2 separate regions of the Pan troglodytes genome follow, and region 1 is linked to region 2. A link is a contact called in public HiChIP or PLAC-seq data. All regions are on one chromosome and are shown on one strand. The core of a region is the stretch at or near the end of the contact, and the rest is flanking DNA. Distances in the headings are between cores, read along the strand shown.

Region 1 (2,728 bases), core at 13-2,512, 260 kb before region 2:
TTATCAACATCTTCCCGGGCAGCAGGCCATACCCGCCGGGCCCCTCCCCGCCCAGGCCTATAATTTCCCCAGCCTGTAAGCAGCGGTAGGCACTGGCATAAGTTGGTCTCCCATCTCTGTAGGTCTCATGCTGGACATAAAGCCTGAATTTGCTGTACAGCCGCCACTCTTTCTTTAACCCTCCCCTTCCCTTCAAAATCTAACCGAATCTAGGTGAAGCCTATATGTATTTTCATTGTATTCTTCTTTCGACTTTCAACTTTTCTGTAGGTTTGAACTTTTTCACCAAGTTGTGGGTGGGTGGGTAAGGGGATTTTTAAAAATGCAGCATCTGGCCTGGTGAGGTGGCTCATGTCATTATCAGAGCAAGACTCCGTCTCTTAAAAAAAAAAAAAAAAGGAGAGCCTCAGATGCCATTTCCAGATATTCTGATTTAGTGAGTCTGGGGTGAGTCCTGTGAATCTTCGTTTTTCTTTTTTTGGCACATGGTCTCATTCTGTCATCCAGACTGGAATGTAGTTGCTGAAACACGGCTCATTGTAGTCTCAACCTCCTCAAGTGATCCTCCTGCCTCAGCCTCCCCCATAGCTGGGACCACAGGTGTGTGCCAGCACACCTGGGTAATTTTTTAAATTTTTGGTAGAGATGAGACCTCACCATGTTGCCCATGCTGGTCTCAAACTCCTGGGCTCAGGCCATCCTCCCTCCTAGGCTTCCCAAAGCAATGGGATTACATGGGTGAGCCACCAAGCCCAGCCCAAATCTGTATTTTTCAATTTCCCTTCATTCTGTTGCTTAAATTTGGGAACCATTGATGTAATCCAACTCTAGCGTTTGTCACCCATCTCACAGGAAAAAAAGAAAAAAAGCCCTTAGGATCCAAGAGGGTGACTTGCCCGAGTCCTCCCAGTGGGTCAGCATCAGCATCAGGCTTGGAATGCATTTCGTGCTCTGTCTCAGGTGTGTGTGTGGCGCAAAGAGCAGAGGTGGGGAGGGGTTGTGAGTGGAATGGGGGTGAGCGGAGGGTGGAGTCTTCGACTTGGAAGACAAATGTAAATGATCCTCTATGAGCCACGCCGCTTTGAACGCAACCCACTGGAGATTCTCGGTTCTCCTGTATCGATTCAGGAAAACTCCAAACAAGTCCACACTGGTAGCCACCAAGAGTTTCTTGAAAGAAAAGTACAAGCCGAGCCGGGCTCTGTTGGCGTCCCGTCGCCAAGGAGACGGGCCGTTGCATTCGTCCTCCAGGGGTGGTCTTGGTTTTCTTTCCTCTCCCAGTCTGCAACGCGGGGTCCAGGAGACGCCCTGAGGATCCCGCGGGGCTCCTGCAGGGCTCCGGGGCTCTTTGCGATGAGGGGCCGGCGCGAGCGGGGCGCGCCTGGCTCCGGAGGGGTCCTGGCATCTGAGTTTCCCCCTCAGGATCCCGGTGGTGCGGCCCGGGCCGCCCGGCAAGCACTTCGGAGCTCCAGGCTGTGCCCGACTTGGGGAAGCGCGCCCAAACCAGCCCGCGGGCCGGCTCCCCGGCGACCCCAAGGATGCCAGAGGCCAGGAGCTCCGGCCCGGACCTCACGCGATGGAGGAAGCAGCAGCAGCCTGTGCGCCGCACGGTCAGCCAGGTCTGCCCGCCCCCGCGGCGGCCCCTGACCGTGGCGGACATCCGTTCCGGCATGGAGAACGAGCGGCTGGGGGTCGTGCGGGACTCCATGTTTCAGAACCCTCTCATCGTCAAGGTGAGCACCCCACGCCCACCGCGCTTTCGCTGTCGCCGGCTCCGGGCACCCGCGCCGCCGGGGGTCCCCACCCGCAGCGCCCTGGCCCCGCGGCCCGGGGTCCGAGCGCAGCGTGGGAAGCTCCAGCCCTGGTCCAGACAGGCCTGGAACCCGTGCAGGTCGCGTCGCCTCTCTCAGCCTCCGTTTCCCCATCCTCACAGTGGGATGATAATGGCACCACTAAAGGGACTGATTGGGAAGATTGAATAGGGTAATTTCTGCAGGACCTCGGGACAGCGCCTGACATGGGGTAAGGCTGCAATGGGGGCTGTTGTGGTTTCCCAAAGAGTGAACCCACAGGGTGACAGGTCGCACACGCCCAGTCTAAGTGGTGGCTGCCAGCCCTCCCAGGGTAAAGGCCGCCTCTCCCGTTCCCCTGCACGCCTGGGGTACGTCTATGCAGCGGTGGCTCCGTGTCTGTCCCGGAAGCATCATGTCGAATGTTCATTTCCGTCCGATCATACTAATTTCTTACCCAAATTACAACCCTAAGAGAAAAAAAGCATAATCTTTGGCCTAGGAGGCTCCGCAGAAGAATGAGGGAGCTGCGGTTTCGGGCTGGATCACTTTCCCTTCCATTACGCTTCCCTCCTCCCCACCTTTAGCCTCGCTTCCCGCTGATGGGAAACCAACACTGCTGTGGCGGCCACACCTTCCCGGGGGCCACTGGAGAAGTCAGGCTGAGGCTTGGGGGTCAGGGAGCAAGCCTCGAGGCGAATTTATCTTGCGCCGCTGGAGGGCAGTGCGCCTTTAAAAATGGGCCCCGCGTCCCAGGTGCGGGAGTGGAAGGCGCAGGTGGTAACTGTGGATTCAACAGCAATTATTTGTGTGACCGCCAGGCGCTGAGTGGAGCCCAGAGGTGGTGGTGGCGGTTTGTTTTTGTTTTGGGGAAAAGGGAACCCGTGCTAGAATTAACTGAGTTAATTGGCTCCTGGCAAAACATTGACTCCCTCCTC
Region 2 (2,700 bases), core at 174-2,673:
AGTCTTTAGTGGCTGCCCTTAGAGACAACAGACGACAAGTGTTTCCTATTAAGATCTTTGAAAGGTGGTAGACTCTTAATCTCTTTAGGATTGGGAGGGCCTGGAAGAAACAGATCTAGCTATGTTAATAGAGATTCTTTGCAGATGCAAATGTCCACCCCCCCCCCCCCAAAGAACAGCTTTGCAAAGCCATTTCAAAATATGGCAAAGAAACATGTTTAGGGGTAATATTTTAACTTTCTTCTTTGTCACATAATGTTAGGCCAGAGCCAGTTTGGAAAGTAAGTCACGATATATAGGGTTAAATGAAAGCCATCTGATGAGAATTTATGGTTTGTAGGGCATGACTCTTCCCAGACAGCAATGCGGGCAAGATTAAAAAAAAAAAATCAGAGCTTAGTCCGCACTCAGTCGAGGAAACTGGCTTAGAGAAGTTAAGCTTTGGCCTGGGGCTTGCGCCGGAACTTCAGGTCCTACCTTCCACGGGAAACAGCCTCTAATTCCTTCCTTTACTTTTCTAGGCGCAGGAGCCAGCTCCCCGCCCCTCCACACCGCTCCACTCCCCGCTTCCAGGCGCATCCCCGCGGGTGGTGTTCCGGTTAGAGACACGTGTTTCGGCGCAACTTGTCCCGAAGCTGCCCGGTGTCTTTCTCCCGCTTAACTCCGTGAATGACTCGAAACCCGACTCCAAGGCACGGCTGCAGCTCGCGGCGCGCCCACAGCCGGGCCGCGGGTGGGGACGGAGCTGAAGCCGGGTCAGAACTCACCCGACTCGCCTGGGCTGGGGAACGTCTGGAGAACGTCCTGGGGTTGTCGAAGAGCGAACCGTCGGCGGCTGCCATGGCCTGTGTGGGTGACGCGTGGTGCAGCAGCGAGCCCGGTGCGCAGACTGCTGGGCCCGGGACCCCACGTGGGACGCGCGAGGACCCTGCGCCCCCGCCCCTTCCGGGTCCGGAACGGCTCCAGCTGTACGGACTCGTCCCGAGGGGAGCCGGGGACAGCGGCACCGGGCGGGTAGGGACAAGACTACCGCGCGTGCCCCCGCCTGGTGGCAGCCCCTCTCTGCGTCCCTCGCGGCCTGGCAAAATTACACTCGGCCGAGAGTTCACGCTGGGGAAGCTCTCTGAATGCCTCTGAGAAGCGAGATCCGGCGCCATCTCACCGACGAGCCTCCCCTTTACCGCCCCGTGCGTTTCCTCAGCACTTTAGGAACTAAAGCCTGTCTGGGTAGCTCCCTAACAGGCTCTGGAGCTCAATCCCTGGGCAGGGAAAAGGGGGTCCTCGGGGCTCCCCGCTCGCTGTCCTTTTTCTGGACAGGCAGTTCCTTGGCCACCTGGTAGGGCCGCGTTGCCTGGCAACGGCGGGGTCCTTCTTGGCTCGGCGGCGCTCGGGGCCTGAGGGGAGAAAACCGCCGCGGAGGGCGCTGGGGGTGGCGGCGGCGGTCCGGGAGGTGGTCGCGCGACTGCGTGGAGCGCCAGGGCGTCCGACCTCTGCACCTGAGAGAAGATGAACACGGCCGACCAGGCCCGGGTGGGGCCCGCGGACGACGGGCCTGCGCCGTCCGGGGAGGAGGAGGGAGAGGGGGGCGGCGAGGCGGGCGGGAAGGAGCCAGCAGCGGACGCGGCCCCGGGGCCCAGCGCTGCATTCCGCCTCATGGTGACTCGGCGGGAGCCGGCCGTGAAGCTGCAGTATGCGGTGAGCGGCCTGGAACCGCTGGCTTGGTCCGAGGACCACCGCGTGTCTGTGTCCACGGCCCGCAGCATCGCTGTGCTGGAGCTCATCTGCGACGTGCACAACCCGGGCCAGGACCTGGTTATCCACCGCACCTCGGTGCCCGCACCGCTCAACAGCTGTCTCCTCAAAGTAAGTCATCCCCCGCCATCCCTGGGGTCTTCCCCTGTCCCCCTCTCGCGGCCGCATCATCCGTCCCAGGGGAATCCGATCCCACACTCTGTCCGGGGATTTCCCTCTTCGCCCCGAGCGCTGGGGATTTATTAAGCAGCCGGGGTTACCACAGCTTAAAAAAAAAAAAAAGAAAAGCTCTGCAACTGTCTGCACCCTGTTTCCCCAGGTCACCCGCCGCCGCAAACACAGGTCCACACCCAGGGGGCTTCCCGGAGTTGAGTCCCACGAACCCCTCCTTCGCCCCTGCGTCGGGCCCGCACATGGAGCGGGTTACTCGGTGGTGCTTTCTGAGACTCCACCCCCTGTAGATCCAACCCGGGGCCTGCCTCTGTCGTTGCTCCTATTGTTTGGGGCCGACTTTCCAAGGTTCTTGGCTGGCTTTGTCTACTGTGTGTGTTATCCTCTCGCGCCTCTTTAGCTTCAGAAAAGAAAAACTGATCCCATCCATTGTCTTAATTGTTTCAGTGACTTTATTATGAATGGTCCTCGCCTCCCCTTGGGCAAACGGGTAAATACTGGATCTCGGGGGTTTGTACTTTAGTTTTTCTTTACTAGTTAAACATCTTTGGGATGTTGAATGAAAATAAAGATTCGAAACAACTGCCTATCTTAAACTTCAAGCGCAAGGTCAAGTAGTAAGCCATAGCGTTCCTTTTAGTTGCTTAGAGGTGTAAAAACTTTCCATATATCCTTGATAGAGGTGTACGCTTACATGTGATCTGTCAAAGTGTATATTCATACATTCAATAGATATTTGAATACCATTCTGCTTGGTGCTGCCCCATGTTCTGGAAA

What was found. HiChIP or PLAC-seq counts read pairs in DNA pulled down with a chosen protein or histone mark.
Region 1: an H3K4me3 HiChIP or PLAC-seq map of stem cell-derived excitatory neurons shows a contact between it and region 2, with 5 times the contacts expected there. The contact joins the promoter of CFAP77 here to the promoter of DDX31 in region 2.

What each region holds. Positions count from the first base shown.
Region 1 is chr11:6,049,787-6,052,514 of NHGRI_mPanTro3-v2.0_pri, reverse strand. It overlaps CFAP77 (cilia and flagella associated protein 77), which reads left to right and starts at 1,262. Exons shown (of 6, transcript XM_001168332.7): 1 at 1,262-1,733. The coding sequence starts at 1,539. TTF1 (transcription termination factor 1) reads right to left here and starts at 1,220. Exons shown (of 11, transcript XR_001721062.4): 1 at 1-1,220.
Region 2 is chr11:5,791,026-5,793,725 of NHGRI_mPanTro3-v2.0_pri, reverse strand. DDX31 (DEAD-box helicase 31) reads right to left here and starts at 1,423. Exons shown (of 19, transcript XR_010148803.1): 1 at 768-1,423. It overlaps GTF3C4 (general transcription factor IIIC subunit 4), which reads left to right and starts at 1,507. Exons shown (of 5, transcript XM_016961943.4): 1 at 1,507-1,863. The coding sequence starts at 1,507.